2 separate regions of the Mus musculus genome follow, and region 1 is linked to region 2. Evidence: chromatin contacts called from public Hi-C data. All regions are on one chromosome and are shown on one strand. The core of a region is the stretch at or near the end of the contact, and the rest is flanking DNA. Distances in the headings are between cores, read along the strand shown.

What was found. A called contact is a pair of places that touch in the nucleus more often than the background predicts.
Region 1: a contact with region 2 is called in a Hi-C map of liver, with 6 times the contacts expected there. The contact joins two enhancer-like sites. A contact is called at or near these places in 1 of 15 datasets of contacts at CTCF or cohesin (CD8 T cells), 7 of 484 Hi-C or Micro-C datasets (the STO cell line, embryonic fibroblasts, embryonic stem cells and 3 more), 12 of 115 datasets of contacts at active chromatin or transcription factors (craniofacial prominence, embryonic basal ganglia, embryonic fibroblasts and 9 more) and 3 of 9 other capture datasets (adipose tissue, liver and pancreatic islet).

The regions. Positions count from the first base shown.
Region 1 is chr3:82,332,297-82,335,258 of GRCm38.p6, reverse strand. No RefSeq gene overlaps it. Among named protein-coding and RNA genes, the nearest start is that of Map9, 24 kb to the left of the region's middle. Within about 2 kb of position 1,523, at least 38 of the 459 cell types and tissues checked have an H3K27ac peak or open chromatin away from gene starts, as enhancers often do. A contact at or near this core is called in liver, where this site is marked.
Region 2 is chr3:82,021,922-82,024,652 of GRCm38.p6, reverse strand. No RefSeq gene overlaps it. Among named protein-coding and RNA genes, the nearest start is that of Asic5, 26 kb to the right of the region's middle. Within about 2 kb of position 1,347, at least 7 of the 459 cell types and tissues checked have an H3K27ac peak or open chromatin away from gene starts, as enhancers often do. A contact at or near this core is called in liver, where this site is marked.

The sequences.
Region 1 (2,962 bases), core at 274-2,773, 310 kb before region 2:
CATTTCCTTTGCATGGAGAAAGATTCTGAGAGATTTTCCAATTCAATAAAAATTTTGTTAGCCAACGTAAATTTCATAAAAATCACCTTAGAAAAGTCTAAAGATCTGCCTCAGCTTACTGGTAAATATATGAATTTATTCTATACAACATTCTCCTCTGTGTCCCTCTCCATCTCAGTCTCCCTCTCCATTTCCCTCTCCATCTCTCCCCTTCTCTCTATAATTTGCCTATGAAAGTGTGGCTGATTAGTGGTAGGAAGAGTGTCTATCTACAGGTATATGTAGATTGAACATTGTTACAAGCAAATGGCTCTAATGTAAGGTTTAACTGTTTTCTGATTGGGCTAAACTGTTTAATCAGATAGTAAAGCCTTCCAGAAAAGGCCAGGGATGGGACACTATGTGATAATTAGACAGTATCAAGTATTCTGGTCTGTTCTTCCAGAGCAGGTGACTTAATAATAACTTCAAAAACATAGACAGAAGGATTTTGAATGTCTTGATATAAAGATCCAATTGAAGTTTCATTGCACTTAAACATGACAAAATGAAGAGATGTGTCAAAATGCCCCGTGGGACTCAACAAATATCTAGAATTTCTTTTCTTGTATGTTAAATAATTGCATGCAAGGAAATGTATTTGACCTGAAGCCCATATGAAGAAAGTGTGAATTATTGTATGTTTTTATACAGTGTTTATAGTTTGCACAGTTTTTATACTTATATTCACGTTTAGTAACTGTCTTTCTGGAATCTTCTCTTGACTCAATCCTGTAGGCACAATCACACCTTTCCCCGCAGTGAGGCCCCACTGCACTCTTCCTTGTAAAGCACCCATCTCTCTCCTGGATCATCCGGTTCTGAAGAGAGGAGCAGTGAGGAGGTGCTGACCTGGCACAGGGACGCTGGGTGAGTAGGCTGGGTAGCTTGCTGTGGGGCTGGACGGCTGTGGTCCAGCACTGTGCCTGATAGAAAGAAACTAGTGATACTGGAGCCTTACAGTTCAGACTGGATACTTTATACTCTAAGTTCTCCCTCTTTCACCAGCTCTGCCTTTGTTTGCCTTTTCATGTCCCATCTTCCTCCTACTTTCATTTCTTCCAATATATCTCCAACATTCATATGGAGACAATGTACCTCCAGAAGCTGACGTACTCAAATGTAAGCAATACTGCTGTATGTATTTTCTGTCATCCAAAATTTAAATGCAGTCTGAATTCTAACAGGAAGAGGTTTCTTAATGTCTCAAAAAGCTTCAGGAATTCCTATAAGCTCTCTCGCGACTCTAAAACATAAACAAAACCAAAACAAAATAACAACAGAAACACTTGAAAACATTTCCCTGGCCAATTGTTGAGCACACAACGTTTTTTTTTATTTCAACAGCGTGAACTTGTGCAACGGCAGCAGATAACCTCCAGGGGGCAGTATAACGCAATGCTGCAGCGACTGCGCCTGAGGAACAGTCGGTCATTAGTTCCTAGTTTTCTCTTTGTCTAATGAACCATTTCTAGGGGAAAGGTCTCTAAAGGAAAACAGAATTTGTCCTTTGACCATCTTTTTATTTTTGTCTCACTGCCGTGTACTAACGAAAAGAGCACATGCTACTTAAGTTTAGGATATCACGTTTAGGACTGAGAACGTAAGATTCCTGATTCAACAGAATTTCATTGCCTGCCTGCTTAGACGGACACCCACTCCCCCACCCCCACCCCCACCCCCAGCTCTGGAGAGGAAGGAAGAAGCACGGGACCCTGACATTTGCTCAGAGAATGGCAGACTTTGTCCTCTGAAATTCTAGTTTAGAGGTTTGCATAACTCAAAAAGGTCCTTTAATGTAGGATCATTTTCAGTGAGGACATCATGAGCCCACCAAGGACCAGAAACTAGGATCCCGACTCAAGAGCAGAGCCTGGGCTATGCTCACAGCAGACAACGCAGAGAACTCTGTCCCCTTTACTACACTCCAGACACTCAAGCCCAGGTGGCATTGCTGGGCTGCCATTACGTAGTCATTGTGATCACACAAGTTTGTTTGAAACTGTTGTTTTAAGAGGTTTTAGAAAAGTGCATTTAAACAATATCTTTTGATCTTATTACCCACCACCTCCTTTCAACTTTTACCAAACTGTTTTCTCTTTCTTTGTTCCCTCCCAACTTTATTTTTTTCTTCTTCATTATTATTATTATTATTTATTACTGAGAGTTATTGAATATTTCTAGTATAATATATAAAGATATTAAATGCAAATGAGTTTGAAAACCGGTATATTTGCATATCTGTTTATTAAAGATACTTTCTATGATATGTTCTGGTACAGATAAAATAAGCTTTTGTGTATTTAAAAGGAAAGATTTAAAGTATGACAGACTCTGAAGTTAGAGGAAGTGAGATGTGGAGAAGCAATGTCCTCTGAGCAATGCCTTCACTTGCTACATTCTGAGAAAGGTTGGAAAACCCACCGGTGTATAACATGTATAAAGCAAACCCGGCCAGGCTGCTGTCGTTCCCACTCTGTGTCTCAAGCTGCTATCTCTCTAGGCTTTTCCAGCTGTGCATCTCCTGTGCACTGAATAGAAGACCTAAGAAATACTTGGTTCTTCATATTAGCATAAACTAATTAATGCAAACCAAACAGATTTATCATGAAACTAATGAAGCGTAGGCTCCAGGGCCATCCCTTTCCAGGCTTTATGAGTTCTTAAGGGTTTTAAGGTCTTTGAGGAGGCAAAATATTACCAGCTAGTGCTTCTCATGTAAGGAGTCTTGGTAACTGCCTTAGGAGTTCTCAGGAAAAAGGGATTTTCTTTCTAAGGCATCTATAATTATTTAATTTATTTATTCATTTATTTATTTATTTATTTACTTACTTACTTAATTTACATCCCACTCACTGCTCCTTCTGTTGGTCACCCCTTCCAACAGTCCTTTTCCCTTCTCCCCTGGGTATGCCCTCTCCCT
Region 2 (2,731 bases), core at 98-2,597:
CTGCATGTATGCCTGCAAGCCAGAAGGAGGCACCGGATCTCATTATAGATGATTGTGAGCTATCTTGTGATTACTGAGAATTGAACTCAGGACTGTTTGGAAGAGCAGCCAGTGCTCTTAACCTCTGAGTCATCTCTCCAGCTGTTTGGAAGAGCAGCCAGTGCTCTTAACTTCTGAGCCATCTCTCCATTTCATTTCATTCTTAGTTTGAAGTTGCCATTTTTGGAAACCTTTAATATTCAAAAGAGAAAGTGGAGATTACCTGCATAAAGTTTTCTATGTTAAATTTTACATAAAGTATATCCAAGTATCTGGCTAGATTTGCAGATCCATTGTTTTAGTGCAAGTAAAGGTTCCCTATTGCTCGCACGTTTTACATTTAGATGCAGACAATTTAAATTGCGATCGAAGAAGCTGGGGGACATTTATCAGAAAATGCATATGTTCAAAAGTCAGAGAAATTTAGACATTTCCATGAGAAGGAGATTATTCAGAAAATAGGAGAAATGAATGAAACATTGAAGTGCATACTGCCCCAGCAAACTAGCCTGCATAACTATGTTTAAGAAATAGCTAAACATGGTGCTTAGGACATGGTGTGATTGGTTTGTAAGAGATCATAAGGCAGTGATGTGTATTGAATTAAGAGTAAACACACACACACACACACACACACACACACACGTAGAATTCTTAAAAGAATTGCTTTCCTGGCCCTGGTGTTCCCCTGTACTGGGGCATATAAAGTTTGCAAGAACAAGGGGCCTCTCTTCCCAATGATGGAGTGAGTGGGTAGGGGAGCAGAGTGGAGGGAGGGTATAGGGGACTTTTGGGATAGCATTTGAAATGTAAATGAAGAAAATATCTAATAAAAAATTTAAAAAAAGAATTGCTTTCCAGCATTGTACCCCATGACATAATTAGCTAAGGAGCAATGTAGAGTCCTTAAGAGATTGTTATCATTCCAGGGATGAAGTCACAGGATAGGAGGTGGTGGAGGAGAAGACGTGAGAAATGATGGAGATTCTTTAAGAGTGACAGTAAAGTCCTGTGCTCAAGCAGCTAGTGTGTCCCACAAGGCTTGGTTATAACTGCCCCAGGTATTTCTTGCTTCTTAACCTGCAGCGTTAACTTAGCTATTAGCTCTGATAACCAACTCTACCAGCTCCTCACCTTCCAACTTCTGTTTGGATTTTCAGAAGTGGCCTTTGCTTCTTGGTAACACTAAGCTCACTGGTTTATTTATAAGTACTACCTCATTGAATTTCAGCAATAACTATGGCAAGTCATATGCCAACTTCTGAACAGAGACTATTCAGCATTTGTATCTAATTCCTGCCTCCCCAACATCGCTTTTGTGTCACTGTTACAAAACTCCTCTGGCGGTGGGAGGTGAAGAGTGTTCTGTACTCTAGCTGAGATTCTGCAGGATCTAAAAAGGGAGTCCCTTGCAAAGTTACTGCGACTGTCACAATGACCTTGTCAGCTTTCTCTCTCTGCCATGCTTTTTCAACCCTTGAATAGACCAGTTTTAGCATTTTTCTCCAGTGTTCCTATTATTCATCTTGTTTTCTAGTCATACAAGTTCTTCCATGTGTGAACTAAGATGTTTTGACCTTTATTTATTTGCACATATGACTCCTGCTGAGAAGGTAACCTACAGACTTCGGATGTTATATGGTCTATCACTTATTGATAAGAAGGGGCTTGGCGCTTGATTTTATATTCCTATCTGCTCCTGTTTGGGTCAAAACTACATGATTTGGGGGTGGCTCGTCGCTGTAATCATTCACCAGGGTTGCTCACACCACAGATTTCACAACGTTCTAGGAGGTTATTCAACTTTTCTCCAGGTAACATTTAAAACTTTCATTTTCAAGGACAAATATTTCATCCTCTCACCACTAATTCCCAAATAGATATCACTCCTACATTGAGATGCCAGCAGAACTGTCTGGATGCTGAGAACCAGTGTAAAGAGTTGGTCACCAATGTTCATTCGGAACAGTATCTTCCATGTCACGGTGTGTTAGTTCTCAGAACTTTGCTCTCTTGGTTACCTAGCAAGAAAGTGTGAAGGTGCCATGTGGTCAGGCAGGAAAGGCATCCAAAAAAAACAATGGAAAGAACGGGGAACTAGATCCATTTCGTTCCTGCTGAAGACTGATCGCAGGCCCTCAGACATAGTAAGCACAGGCTAACTGAACCAACAGCACTATTGTTCAGTGTATTAAAGAAAGCGTTGTAGCAATTCACCATCGAAGGAAGATTCTGAGTTGAAAGTAGGTGATTGCTTAAAGCATAATCAGTGGAATGGTTGAGTTTCTGTCGAGATTAAATAAACACATAGAAGTAGCTGGAGGAAAATGCTGAAGTGCTGTGTAGTCCCCTCTATAACACAGATCCAGTCCATTTTCAAGTACACTTAATTTATGAATCTGCCTGTACAGAAAATACAGACTCCTGCCCCCTCAAGTCAGTTACAATAAAGCCATCCAGAAGAAAGAAGAAAAGTACTATGGTTTAATGAAAGTAAAAATTCTGAGATAGTTCACAAAGCATGAATTATGTCTGCTAAATGGACAATTGTCTTGAGTACCTCTTGTTCTACCTTGGTTTTCTTCCTATGATAACAATACCATCATGAAAATAAACTAAAGAAAGGTTTATTTGACTTAAAATTCCAGATCACAGTCCACTTCTGAGTGGAAGTCAAGGCAGTACAACTTGA